Regions from separate parts of the Oryctolagus cuniculus genome. Here region 2 is linked to region 1. The links are chromatin contacts, called in public Micro-C maps. All regions are on one chromosome and are shown on one strand. Each heading gives the region's core, a stretch centred on a gene start, on an enhancer-like site or on the middle of the called end of the contact. The rest is flanking DNA. Distances are from core to core; before and after follow the strand shown.

Region 1 (7,129 bases), core at 3,262-5,761:
GATCATGTGAAAGGCATGTGTCTTCTATCCAATCAGCTACGGGATCACATGGGAGGCCATGCACACAGCAGTCCAATCCGTGAGCTGATCATGTGAAGGGCATGCGTCTTCTATCCAATCAGCTACGGGATCACATGGGAGGCATGCACCTCGTCGCCATTTTGTTGTTTACTTCTTCAGCAGTTCCTTTCCCTGCCAGCGCTATCTTGTTCACCCTGAGGGGGACGACATCTCGCTCCCTTTGTTCCCCTGGCGGGAGAGCAGCGTCCGGCTTCCCACACTGTTATTTGAGTATTAGGAGGCATACAAACTGGGTTAGGTCTTAGCACAGCCAGGCACAAGTGTCGCAGCTAGCTAAGCATAGGGCCCCTTATTTTTATAGCTGCACCTAATTTTAGCTTTGGGTGAAAAAGTTTAGGGCTATAATTTTTTTTTTTTTTTTTTGGACAGGCAGAGTGGACAGTGAGAGAGAGAGAAAGACAGAGAGAAAGGTCTTCCTTTGCCATTGGTTCACCCTCCAATGGCCGCCGTGGCTGGCGTGCTGCGGCTGGCGCACCGCGCTGATCCGATGGCAGGAGCCAGGTACTTATCCTGGTCTCCCATGTGGGTGCAGGGCCCAAGCACTTGGGCCATCCTCCACTGCCTGGCCACTCCCTGGCCACAGCAGAGAGCTGTGCCTGGAAGAGGGGCACCCAGAACAGAATCCGGCGCCCCGACCGGGACTAGAACCCGGTGTGCTGGTGCCGCAAGGGGAGGATTAGCCTAGTGAGCCGCGGCGCCGGCTTTAGGGCTATAATTTTTAAACTTTAATTTTATTTGGGGCAAAGGTGACTTCTTGTTTTTAATAGTGTTAGATTAAGTCACTCCATCTTGGTTTGATTTTTAAGGTTCTTCAGGTGGAGGTCGTTGTGACAACAGCCGGGAAGCTCCTACGATAAAGGAACAGAGCTTTCAGCTTGTGGGCCCGTTAGACTCGCTTTGGTCGTGGTTTGGTTTGCGTATCTCAGCCTGGCAGTGGCTTAGGGTTCCCCATAATCCACTTGGATTCCCGCACCGACTGAGAGCCCACTCTGTGCCAGCCACAGTACCGGGTGCCAGGGGGAACACGGGGACAAGAGCCAGACTCTGCCTCGAAGGAGCTCTTCTCTGCCAGGGGCCAGCGGCAGGTGCACAGCTCCCTCTGTTGCAGACTGGAGCCAAGACAGAGGTGTGAACGGGGGCTGGGGTGTACCGAGGACGGAGCAGGTTGTCTTCTGGAATGTCGGAGCAGACTTTGTACCCACGGGGATGCCTCATCTGCCCCTTGAAGAATGAGTAGAGCTCCCACAGCTGGGAGGGGGTGGGGGTGATGTACCCTGAACACAGTGGGACATGGTCCAGTATTGGGGGGGGGCAGCAATCAGCACTCACTGCGCACCTATTAACTACCAAACTCTGTGCTAGGTGCTTTGCGCGTGTATCATCTCATTTAACCCCTGCAGCACTCTAACAAGGTAGGTACCGGTACCGACGAGGGACCCAACTTTGGAGAGAACAAATGGTCGAACTTGTATTTGCATCAGCTTTGTTTGAATTCCATGCTCCTCCCTCCCCCAGGCCAGTGGTTTCCTGAGTGTATTCTATAAAACTCTCAGGGTTCCTGGAGTGCTTTAAGGGCATGTCTGATTTTAATCTCATATTTAAAATACAATCAACACACACTGGAATGTGTTACCTAACAGAAAAAGCTTCCATCCATTTCTGCATATTCTTGGGTTTCTTGTAAGTGATTAGAGAGACAGCGTGGTGTTGGGGGGGGGGGCGTGTCTCTCCGTGTGCAGCTGTGAAGGGCTCACCAAGCAGGTGGGATTCGGAATCCCAGGGGCCTGACTCAAGCCACGTGAATCCTTCCGAAGAGAAACTGGGCCCCCTGTGCTCTAAAGAAATCTCAAAATTCCTGGAGGAGTGGCTTGAGGATGCTGACGTGGGGGAGGGAGCGGAGTAGAAGAAGCTGCGGTCTGGAATGCACGCGGCGGGGTGGGGGCTGACCCTGTTCCTCCTCCTCCCCCCGCCCCCAAGAGGCCTGGAGAAGCCTAGGATCCGGCCACCGGCCGTGCTGACTGCCTGCGGAGTAGAACTCCGAGGGGCTGTGCGGCTTAGAAGGGGGGTGGGGGCGGAACCAGGAACTTCCTGAGCCGCGTTTGTACAAGGCTCAGCCAGTGTTTGCTTTGCCCCCTCCCCCTCCCAGATGGAGGGTCTTTAAAGGAGTTAAAGTGTCTGAGAGAGACCAGGGCAGCAGGGTTCTGAGGTGCTGTTTAGAGCGAAGCCTGTTGTAGGCTGGTATTTAGGAGTCCTGAGACCCAGAGACCAGCTCGCTCTGAAACAGGCTGTCCTCCTATGCGCGTTACAGAGCTGCCAGGAAACTTTCCTGTCTTAGTTACCAGCAGAAACCAAAAGCCAGAAGCTATTAGAGGAAGGCTGAAATATGACTTAGAAAGACGAAGCTACATAAACTGAAAATAAGACCTTTGAGGAAACACACAGATCGTAGGCAGAAGAGACCGTAAAGCATTCGCAAGAAGGCACTGGAGCTATAAAACAGTGCTATGAAAAAAGAACGGTTAGAAAACAAAAAAAGCCCTTGGACATAACAGTGTCATTAAAATTCAGTGCAAAAGTGGAAAGTTAAGGTCAAGGCAATCTCTCAGAAAATGAGGCAATTGGGGAAAGAAACAATTTTATTAGAGAAAAGATAAGAGATGGAAAAAAGTCAACACAGGAGGTCCATGATTAAATAAAAAGTATTTCTGGGAGAGAAAGCAGGGGAAGGGAATTTTCAAATAAATAATTGAACCGAATTTCGCAGACCAAAAACATTCAAGCCCTCTGACACACAGGGCTCATCAAGCCCCAGCATAAAGAACAAACGTGGGGGCTGGTGTCATGGTGCAGCGGGTTCAGCTGTCACCTGTGACCTGGCGTCCCATATGAGTATGTTGGAGTCCCAGCTGCTCCACTTCCAATCCAGCTCCCTGCCAATGCATCTGGGAAAGCAGTGGAGGAAGGCACAAGTGCTTGGGCCCCTGCACCCACATGGGAGAGCTGGATGAAGTTCCAGGCGTCTGGCTTTGGTCTGGCTCAGCCTTGGCTGTTGCGGCCATCTGGGGAGTTAACCAACAGATGGAGGACCCCCCCCGCTCCCGTGCCACAACTCTTTCAAATAAGTAAATAAACAAAATCTTTTTTTAAAAAAGAACATACATGGTTTTGAGATTCCAGAATACCCTGGAAATATAAGAAGACTCTAAAATTTCCAGAGAGAGAACAGTCACCTACAAAGAAAGAAAAATCAGAAATTCACAGTGTTTCCCACTAGCACAATGGAGCAAAGACTGTAAGTTTCTGTGGCACAGTCACTTAAGGAAAAATTCAGTACTCAGCTAAACTGTCCCCTGAGGATGACTGCAGGTCAAAGATGTCTTAAGATACTTAGGGACAGGGCCAGCACTATGGCATAGTGGGCTAAGCCTCCACTTGCAGTGCCGGTTTCCCATATGGGCATCGGTTCTAGTCCTGGCTATTCATCTTCCAACCCAGCTCTCTGCTATGGCCTGGGAAAGCAGTGGAAGATGGCCTAAGTCCTTGAGCCCCTACACCCGCATGGGAGACCTGGAAGAAGCTCCCGGCTCCTGGTTTCGGACTGGCCCAGCTCTGGCCGCTGTGGCCATTTGGGGAGTGAACCAGCAGATGGAAGATCTCTCTCTCTCTGTCTCTCCTCCTCTTTCTGTAACTCTGCTTCTTAAATAAATAAATACAATGTTAAAAACAAAATATACGTAAGGCCTAAGAAAGTGCACTTCTGACATACTCTTTGGAACTTATTTGGCCAAGAGCTGTAACAGAACAAAGGGAGAGGGAATTAGCTTAGTGTGCTGTGTTAATACATCAAGCAGCTTGTTGAGGGTGTGTTTTCTGTTAGGTTTAGGAAGCAGGGTTATGCCTTTCTGTAAACTGAACTAAGCTTTCAATCTTTTTATGTTCCAAAAGTGCACAGGGAATTCTCTCTTTCTTGAGTGTTTTCCAAAACAAACAAAGTCCCAAGCCTTGCTTTAAGAGCAATTCTTTGACAATATTTTCTGGGTTTTCTTTCATCGTTGTTTTGTGAAGTTTGTGCTTTGTGGCAGGTCCTGCGGCCAGCCAGTATCCATCCGCCTCCTTCCTTCACGTGGAAGAATCCACGTTTGCCAAGTTAAAAAATAAACGTCATTGGCTGCCTTCCAGAGGGGTGGCGCAGATGACACAATGCTGACCAATGAGAGGATAGCACAGACTTACTGAGTGGGAGTTTGGGAAAAGCCATTGTTTTCCTGATAAAAGGGATGGGCTTAGCCCTACCTTTGTCTTCCGAGCCCCTGCCAGGAACGTAGAGACACCTGGAAGTGCAGGTGGGATCTCATGAGCATCCAGACAAAAGGCGTTTGCTAAGGATTCCGGGGCAGAAGGACAGGAGTCCTGGTCCCTGGCGGCGTCACGGAACTTCCCACCAACCCAGGTCTGCCTGGATTTCCTGTTACACACGAAAAATGTATCCCTGAAGCTTCCATGACTGACTTGTTCAATTTTCTGTTACTTGCAGTAAACTCACGATCAGAGCTGCAGAAAAGTTTTTCAGTTTTATGAAAAAGTATTGGGTGAGTCAGAGGCCATCATTAAGGGGGGTAACTTTCTCCCTTCTGTTATCAGCCCCCAAACCAGAAACTGACAGCCTCTCAGAAGTACTGGGCAGAAATCTTTCAACTTTCTTGGTAACCCCTTCTTGGGTTTCTCACTGAGAGGAGGCGGTCACGCCTGGGTGGGCGTGGCCTGGGTTGGGGTGGGCGTGGCCTGCTCCTGGTGCTGTCTGGACCCGCCTTCACTCCAGCAGCACGTTCCATCCCTGCTCCTGTCTCCTGCAGGCTGCACCCAGCAGGCCGGGCCCAGCCTCTGCTTACAGGGCTTCAGTGGTACGGCTGCTGTGCCCTGAGTGGGAGGGCTGTGGGGAGGGACTGGGAAGGCCATGTGGGCTTTGGGCCTTAGCCACTTCCCCGGGTCCATCTGGAGCAGCAATAAAGCTGACATTTTAATCTCCCCTTGTCTCCAGTGACCACTCCTCAGCTGGATCAGAGCTCAGAGAGGTGAGGGGTGAGATGAACCCCCACCCACGGCCCCCAACATCTGCTGAACGCGTGCCCCAGAGGGAAAAGGCAAAGTTAGATGAAAACACTGGTTTATAACTTTTAGTAATTATTAGACAACCTTTCTCTCTACTTAGCTGTTTATATGTCTTTTGATCTTACTATAAAATGTATATCATGTTATTATTTTTCAAGGTAAGGGCCTGGACCGAGAAAGACAAGTCTCTTCTAGTCCTGGCTGCACTAACTTGCTCGGTGGCATGAATTTTTTCTAGCTTCAACTTTTTTTTTTTTTTTAAAGATTTAATTAATTTATTCTGAAAGAGTTACAAGAGAGGTAGAGACAGAGAGAGGGTTCTTCCATCTGCCAGTTCACTCCCCAAGTGGCTGCAATGGCCAGAGCTGAGCTGATCTGAAGCCAGAAGCCAGGAGCTTCTATCAGGTCTCCCACGTGGGTCAGGGACCCAAGCACTTGGGTCATCTTCTACTGCTTTCCCAGGTCATAGCAGAGAGCTGGATCAGAAATGGAGCAACTGGGACTCGAACCGGTGCCTACATGGAATGCTGGCTCTGCAGGCAGGGGCTTTAACCCACTGTGCCACAGAGCTGGCCCCTCTAGCTTCAATTTTTTTTAAAAAAAGATTATTTAGTTTGTCTGAAGGGCAGAGTTGCAGAGAGTGGGGACAGGTTGGCAGACACAGAGAGACAGACAGAGAGACAGAGGGATCTTTTATCTGCTGGTTTACTCCCCAAATGGCCTCAATGGTCTGTCCAGTCCAGGCCAAAGCCAGGAGCCTGGAACTCCATCTGGGTCTCCTTCATGGGTGCAAGGTCCCCAGAACTTCGGTCATCTTCCGCTGCTTTCCCAGGTGCAATAGCAGGGAGCTGGATCAGAAGCAGAGCAACTTGGACTTGAACCTGTGCTCATATGGAGTGTTGGTGTCATAGGCGACAGCTTAACCCACTGCATCACCCCAGACCCTCTCGCTTCAATTCTACCAGTTGTGTAATGAGCGGCTTAGACGTGCTGATCAATAGGGCCCATCTCTAACTTTGCCATCCTTTTGTTCAACACTTTTTCACTGAACACCTCTATGTGTCAAACTCTGTGCTGGAGGCTGGTTATACAACACCATACAAAACAAATATGACACCTGCCATCTTGGATTTAGAGTCTGGTAGGAGACGCACACGCATACGTGCATGAATATATGAATAATTTCAAGTGTTTCGGCCTTTTAATCGGCAGCATTTTAGTCGCCACTCACCCACACTTGGGGGAGGCCTCGCTGGTCGGTCCGACAGCCACCACGAGGCAGCATCACCACCCACGCAGCTGGGCCCCGCCCACTGTGCTTTGGAAGACAGAACAGAGATGCTTCAAAGCGCTGGCCTGCTAGGTGAAAAAGAAGTGTTACGTATGTTTAAAAAATGTACAAATTAGGGGCAGGTGTTTGGTGTAGCAGTGAAGATGCCACTTGAAAGGCCGCGTCTCCCATCGGGAGGGCCTGGGTTCTGGCTTTGTTCTTGACTCCAGCTTCCCGCTCATGTGCACCCTGGGAGGCAGCAGGGAGGGCTCCAGCAGCTGGGTCCCTGCCTCCCATGTGGGAGACCCAGATTGAGCTCCAGATGCTTGGCCCAGCCGCTTGGGGGGCCGTTGGGGGAGGGAACCAGCAGGTGGGCATTCTCTCTGTCTCTCTGCGTTTTAAATAAATAAATGATTATAAATTAGCAAGGAGCTAGATGGGGGTGGAGCAGCCAGGACTCAAGCCAGCACTCGGATATGGGATGCCAGTGTCACAAGTGCTTTACCTACTGTGCCACAATGCCAGTCCCTATAAATAGTTCTAAATTGATAACAATTTCTGTATTTCAGCAATACCGAAACAAATAAATGACAAAGAAAAAAAATCTTTCGCTTTCCCCTTGCTAGCTCACTTGGAAATTGCAATAAAGAGGTTCCACCCCGCCCTGTT
Region 2 (7,129 bases), core at 1,296-3,795, 69 kb before region 1:
AGTACTCATTCCATGAGGTTGCTGTAAAGAGCCAGGTTCCAGCATGAAGCACTGTGGACTTTAAGGGTTAACACTCATACTAATGGGCGCTACCAGACACGGTGCTGCTGTCAGGCCGGCATCTTCCCCCCTGGAAAGGGAGCTCTTCTTCCCATTTCTTAAGGAGGCCAGCTGAGGTCTGGAGCTGTAGGAACAAGGGTGCTGGAGAGGCTCTAAACCAGAAGCCAGTGAAGGCGGGGGGCTGGAAGAGGCAGGGAGGAAGTGGGGCTCTTCCATGCCCACTGGGAGGGGCATCTTTCCAGCCCTCAGGGACCCGGAAGGCTGTGGAGCCCTGGGCTGGGAAAGATGGCAGGGAAGGAGGGCCAGGATCCTTTGCTTGGAAGGCTTCTGGTTGGAGCTGTGAGTCTGTAAGGAGGCAGCAGTCAGGTGGAGAATGCCAATGACCAGCACGGTGCTTGACTCTGCTCCTCGGCTTCATCCAACTCTCCTGTGGGGGTTAGCTCCCTTCTTTCAGAGGCTGAAAATGACCCTCGAAGATATTAAGTGGCAGGTCCTGGATCCCACAGCTCTGAAGTGGCTGTCCTGCAACTTTGAATCTGGTCCTCTGACTCCACATCCCAAGCCTTTGATCTACAGCCTCTCCCAGACACTACAAGCTAAGGGGTGGGGCGGGGGGGGAAGAGGAGGGACAAAACCCACCAGTTCCATGGCGGGGGACAAGGCCCCCAGAATGTAGCACAAAGCCTGTGCATAAAAGGTGCTCAGATATGTGTTGCATGAACGGTGGGGAGGGACTTGGAAGGCCTGCTCCTAGGAGTGCATTCTCCTGCCTCTGTGACAGAAATAGGGGTGGGGTGGGGAAGGTGTCTGAGGACTGGGGGCTGGGGGAGGTACTGGGATCAGAGCGGACCTCTGTCTCACCTGGAAACCTCTCTGGACTTCCCACACATACCTGCACACATGCTTGCCCAGGTATGCCTCTTGGCCCTGTCCAGCCTCTCCTGCCCCCTCTGCCTCCAGGACCCGGCAGTACCTTATGCCTTCCCGGTTTGCTGTATAGGGAATAGCCTGGCACCGGGATCAGAACTATCCTTCTTGGTACCATGGTATTCTCACAAGAGCTTCGACAGGTAGGATGAGTGGAGATGATGGAGTTAGGAACTGTTAAGCTCTAAGGTCAGAGGACAGGTTGGAGGCAGAACGGGGTCCAAAGGTATTGCAAGTAGAGGAACGGGGCTGAGGGGGCACTTCTCTGAATTAGGCCAGGCTGGGCTCTTCTCAAGGACCTGAGGAACCTGGCTCTGTCTGTCCTTTTTTTATTTTTAATCCAAGGCAGAAGGGGCAGAAGGGACCCCATTTCATCCCTGAGGGGATGGAGAGAATCCCAGAGCCTTGTGCTGGGCCATCGCTCCAGCCCTCTGCAGTCTTCATAGTTGCCAGTAGGTGCCGCCAGTTTGCAACTTTTTGGTCTGTCCCGTGGTCCGGCTTCCAGCCCGGTCTCCCTGCAAGCACTCGGGCAGCCTGCACTTGCAGAAAGCCAGAGGTGGCTCAGACTCCGCGAGGCCGAAAGACTCCTGCCCTACAAGACGAAGTACGAAAGGGAGTCTTCGAGCTGCACTTCAGCTTGGTTGCCCCACAGCTTTGCAGGCCAAGCAAAAAACCAATCAGTGCACTGTGGGCCACAGATCACGCCTGGACAGGTGCCCTTAGCCTTAAACAAGCTGCAAGATAGCAGAAACCTCTGTGTGGGCGGACTGGCAGGGATTAGGGTATCCGAGAAAGACCTTAGGAGATGGGTCCCTGCACCAAATGCTATTCTCTGGCTCCTCTCAATCCCAGCAGGATTGGGGCAAGGGCTGGGGATATAGGACATCACAGAGTGGAAGAACAGCCCCATGCTAGCCCAAGTTGGAAAAAGGCACCCCCTTCCTCAAACCCTTGACTGCCACCTGCTGGGAAACCGTCACAACTACACAAATACACAATGGCTGCAAGAGCAGTGTCCCCGAAGTTGTTCAGACGCAACCCGAGAGTGTTGTGAGTGGGCAATCCCGCAGGCCAATTTTCCTTCCAGGAGTGCGTTGGGACAGTTGAAGCAAACACCCAGGAAAGAAGAGGCTTGGCACCTCTCCTCCCTCCCAGGCCTTCAGTCGATTCCACGCCAGAGAAGGCAGAGTGGACCAGGGTCCGGATGAGCCTTGGGGGATCCTGGGGAAAGGGGAGGTTGCAAGGGTTCAGCGGGAAGAGAGTCTTGGGCCGCCAGGCCTTCCTGACCCCTCGCTGGGTGCTTGTGCCTCCTTCTCCACCCCACACGGCCCGATCTCCAGCAGAAGCCTGGAAGCCCTGGGGTGGGGTGGGAAGGACTCCGGCCAGGGACATTGAATTCGCAGAGCAGGGAGTCCTGGCGGGAAGGTTCTGTTCTTAGTGGGGACTGAGGGCAGCGTCGGTGGGGGTGGGGCAGAATCCTCTGAGATTGGTGGGGGGAGGGGGCCAAACCCAGCCCCTTCGCTTCGCCTCTCCCGCTCTCCCCTCCCGACTCGGGTTCAGAGGCGCCCTGGGCGCCTGCAAAGCTTCCCAACCGCGCCGCTTCCTTCTTCGGCAGCAAAGGACTTTCAGATGTTGGAGCGGCGGCGGCGACTCAGGACAGCGCCCCCTCCCCCTAACGGCCGCCTCTCCCTCTCCCCCTCGCCCGCCCGGGCTCCCCCACCTCTGGGAAGGCGCTGGGGGTGTGGCCAGGGGCCGGTATAAAGTCCGCGGGGGGAGCCGGTCCCGGGCAGCCGCTCAGCCCCCAGCCCCCGCCGCCCGCCGCCCGCCTAGGCCAGGCCGAGGATGCGGCGCAGCGCCCGCGCGGCCAGGCTCGCTCCGCTCCGGCGCGCTTGCTAACTTCCCCGAATCCGTCCCGGTCCTCCAGCCCGGCCGCCCCGTCTCCCAGCGCCCTCCGGGTCGGGTCTTCCAGGCGCGCCGGGCGCTGCCGCCGCGTGCCCCCAGCTACCCGCCTGCGCGCCCGCGCTCCCCGCCCCGTCCTCGCCCGACCATGCTGTCCCTCTGCCTCGTGGTCGCCCTGCTGCTGGCCTCCGGGCCCCAGCCGAGCCTGGGCGACGAAGCCATCCACTGCCCGCCCTGCTCCGAGGAGAAGCTGGCGCGCTGCCGCCCCCCCGTGGGCTGCGAGGAGCTGGTGCGGGAGCCGGGCTGCGGCTGTTGCGCCACTTGCGCCCTGGGCTTGGGGATGCCCTGCGGGGTGTACACCCAGCGCTGCGGCTCGGGCCTGCGCTGCTACCCGCCCCGGGGGGTGGAGAAACCCCTGCACACGCTGATGCAAGGACAAGGCGTGTGCATGGAGCTGGCGGAGATCGAGGCCATCCAGGCAAGCATGCAGCCCTCTGGTAAGACACCCTGCCCTCGCTCGACCTCTTGGTGCGCTCTTCCCTCCTCCGGCTGGCCTGGAAGGCCCTGGAAAAATCCCCCGTGAGCTGAGGAGAAGGCAGGGACGTGGCAGGGCCTGACTGGCACGGGACAGGCTCAGCCAAAGAAACTGCTCCCCAGTTCCCAACAGCCTGTTGCCACGGCTAAGGGGACTGTGTCCCATCCCTATGTCTCAAATCTCCCACCGGTGCTATCTGGGAAGAGGTCTGGCTGCTGGTGACAGAGTGGCAAATGTAGTGACCAGGTCTGGTCAAGAGAGCTGTCCACGGCCAGTGAACTGGAGCATGGGGGTGGAGTGGGGGTGGGGACAGCTCTGTTCCTGAACCAGGGCCTGCCCCTCACCCTGGACGCCGGTGAAACCCCAGGGGCTGAGGAGCCAGAGCTGGACATCCTCACGTGGTGGAGTGGGAAATACAAAGGAGGTGGCCTTTGGTGGTGAGGGCTGCCAGGCTGCCAGGCTGCCCGTCCCCAAAGCCGTAGGCAGCTCACCTTGCTGTTGGAGGGCTGTGCAAAGACAGGGGTCTCTGCCCGGCCTGGTCTCCAAGCTCCCCTGCTCCCTCTTCCTGGCAGGTGCCACGTGAGCTGGCAGAAGAGAAGTCTTGGCTCCCAGCCCAGAGCTGCGGAAACCTCGTGGGTGTGGGATAGGGGATAGCGATGGGGAGGGCGGGAGAGAGACCTTTTAGCCCTAACCTCATTCTTACACTTTCTCTGTTTCCATTCCTCAGTGAGCCGGTCTCAGCTTCTCTCCCATGTCTCTTTCGGCCTTGTGTTCTTTTGTTCTTTCCTGCTTTGTCTCTCAGCAGCCAGTTTCACTAACGACGTCCTGAGTTCTCTTTCTCAGTTTCTCTCTCTCGCTCGCGCTCTCTCGCCAGCTTGTTCCACGCTTCTGTTTCTGTCGCACGGCCTCTCACTTTCATCTCGCTTTCCATTTTTCTGCTGCCTGGTCTTTCCATCACTGTTTTTATCTTTCTGCTCCCCTTGGACCCTCTCTGCCTGTCTGTATCTCTGCCTCCGTTTCTTGTTCCCGCTCCGTCTGTTTCGCTCTCCCTGTGCCTCTGTGTCTGTCTCTCTTCCTGGTGCTTCAAGCTTCCATTGTTGCAGTCCGGATGCTGGGACTCTGGCCCCAAGCTTCCTGCCCAGGGTCCCAGACCGCTCCACTTCCTCAATCTTCTGCCGCCTGTTAGCTGGAGGAGAGCAGGATGCAGGGAAAACAGGAAGGAGGTGGACCCCAGGGGTCCGGGCCTCTGGCCTCGCTGCCCTTCCTGCCCCTGGGCAGAGAGAGATGGGTCAGCAGAAAACAGCCTGGCACCCAGCTCGTCGGGAGGAGGGGTCCTGGGGAGTAAGTTGCTGATCTTGGGGCACAGATGCCAGCACCAGTGAGGCTGGGAGTGAGGGCTGAGCCCTTGGGCTCCTTGGGTACAACGGGGGCCAGTTTCCTTTTGAATTCTCCACCCTCCGCTGGCTGGCGGGTGTCTGGCACCAGATAAAGATGGCCGCCTCCTCCTCTCTTGCCCACTGGAACAGAGGAGCCCTCAGAGGGTCTTCTGCTTTGCTTAGGTAGGAAGACCCCATTCTTTGGTGGAGGATAGTCTGACCCTGTCGCACGGCTTGGCACGGACAGCTGGTGGCTGCCCTGTGGACACAAGGCAAACTGGCCTGCAGAGGTGACTAGGAGTGGGTTGGCTTCAGGTCCCTGTTGGATTTCGGAGCCCAGGTGGCTAATGTGTCTCCCCCTTCCCTCTTTGCTTTGTCCTCCACCCATGCTGAAGATGCAGGCAGCTGGAGGGGGCGAAGGGGGAATCAGGAGGGTCGGGGAAGCTAGGTACCTGCTTGGTAGGCAGGGTCCATGCGCTGTCACCTCCTGGTCATCAGAGAAGTCCTCCCCTACCACGGCCTGGGCCACGCTGCACCAGGGGAAGGACGCCCCCTAGAGTTGTGCAGCAGCTCTGCAGGGTCTTTGGTGAGAGAAGGTGACCAGGGCTCAGACCCTATCCTGCTACCCTCTTTAGCCTTATACTGTCAATAGGGCATTGTCCCTCCTGGGGGTCCCCTCCCGCAGCCCAACCCCAATCTGCCCCCTGCAGCCCAGGAATGCTGGGTGGAGGGCATCAGGCGGTTCTCTGCGTCTTCCTCTTGGGGCTGAGCTTCAGCAGGTGGTTGGGGACAGGCATTCCCTTGGTTTGCCTCCTCCTCGGCCAGCTATGGCTCAGCTGCCGCTGCTGTGCACCAGGGGCAGGTCTTCCCCACCCTCCCCACCCTCCCCCACCCGTCCATCTCCAGCCAGCTCCAGGCAGCCAGGTTGTGGATTAACACGGCTGTGGCCGCCAGAGGTGGAGCGGGACATGTGCGTCACAAGTCCACAATTCTGCCTCGGGGTCCTGACCCTCCACTCGTGGAATCTGGGGGAGTGTTCAGTGGGGAGATCAGCCTTGGACAGGGAGTTCCTAAACTGGGCCCTGGGTCCCTCTGGGACAGGGTTAGGGAACAGGGAGGCTGGGTTAATTTTTAGTCAACGCAGCAAATATTGTCCTCCGTACTTCAGTACTGGGAATCCAGGCATGACATGGGAGCCGGCCTTCCCAGAAATTCTATGCCTTGGGGGAGGAGGGCTGGAGGAGCAGGGCTGCTTGGCATTTTTCCTGTAGTATTGGCAAAGCAATATTACCAGTTGGTTCCTCGGCGATCAAGAATCTTTTCCGTTTAAAGACGTAGGAGCTGCGAGTTAAGTCTGCCCGTCCAGTTTGCTCAGCTGTGAAATGGGGATGGTGACAGGACCTGCCTCGCAGGGTGGGAACGTCTGGCAAGGAGCAAGGCTCAGTAAGCTGACGTTGATGAGGATGGCAATGAAGAAAGGGTTGCTGCTGGGACTCGAGGACCAGTAGGACAAGGGAGCAGAGTTGGGGGGACATTCAGAGGAACTAAGGGGTGGGTGGACTTTGGGGCCTCTTGTTGCTGTGTGCACGAGGAGAGCCCCACTGCCTTAGCAGGCTCTTCAGGCCCAGGCCAGTAGTACAGCACAAAGGTGAGGGGCTTCCCAAGTCAGCCCTCAAAGAAGGGGCCTGGGCTCCACACAGGTGGTCCTGGCTTGTCCTCCTCGGGAAATGTCTTTCTGGCTGAGCAGGTGAGTGAGTCCCCAGGTTGCAGCTGGAGCTTTGTGTCTGAATGACTGGGCCGCTCGGCTCCCAGCCTGGCCGGCTCATGGGAGGGGCTGGACATGGGGGGGGGGGTCCCGTGGTGGGGGAAATCACACAGCAAGGAGGAGGAACTCCTCCATCTTCCACCACACACTGTCAGCCTCTCCTCGCTCTGGACTCCTTCCCTTGCTCAGCAGAGACCACAGCTGCCACGTGTGGGTGTCCGTTAGCTAGCACCCATGGGCGGCTGAGGAGGAGCCCCAGCCTGCCTTGGAAGCCCCATATCCCACACAGGCTTTTCGGAAGTGAGACCTTTCAGGGGGCTACGTCTGACTCCAGCCTCTGCGTAGTGGGGAGCCCGCGGGCATGGGCATGAATTTTTTCCAGAGGGCACCATGGGAGTGAACAGCACCAGGCAGCTGGAACTCTAGCAGAAGTAGCAAGTATGCAAGCGGTTCTGGGAGCTGGGAGACCCAGTGCTGTAACCTCTACCCCCCAAAGCCCAGTGCCTAGGGGCGGATCCTGGGGTGGGTCCTCAGTGTGCCAGGCAAGCAAGCCTGGGCAGGGCAAAG

The links. Hi-C and Micro-C count contacts between places; a contact is called where the count stands out from the background.
Region 2: a Micro-C map of ear pinna shows a contact between it and region 1, with 4 times the contacts expected there. The contact joins the promoter of IGFBP4 here to the enhancer-like site in region 1. A contact is called at or near these places in 5 of 6 Hi-C or Micro-C datasets (ear pinna, embryonic fibroblasts, liver and 2 more).

What each region holds. Positions count from the first base shown.
Region 1 is chr17:21,982,168-21,989,296 of mOryCun1.1, reverse strand. No RefSeq gene overlaps it. Among named protein-coding and RNA genes, the nearest start is that of TNS4, 23 kb to the left of the region's middle. Within about 2 kb of position 4,511, at least 2 of the 8 cell types and tissues checked have an H3K27ac peak or open chromatin away from gene starts, as enhancers often do. A contact at or near this core is called in ear pinna, where this site is marked.
Region 2 is chr17:22,049,401-22,056,529 of mOryCun1.1, reverse strand. It overlaps IGFBP4 (insulin like growth factor binding protein 4), which reads left to right and starts at 2,545. Exons shown (of 4, transcript XM_002719357.5): 1 at 2,545-3,383. The coding sequence starts at 3,035. LOC138846090 (a long non-coding RNA gene) reads right to left here and starts at 5,656. Exons shown (of 2, transcript XR_011383479.1): 1 at 3,913-5,656; 2 at 1,301-2,208.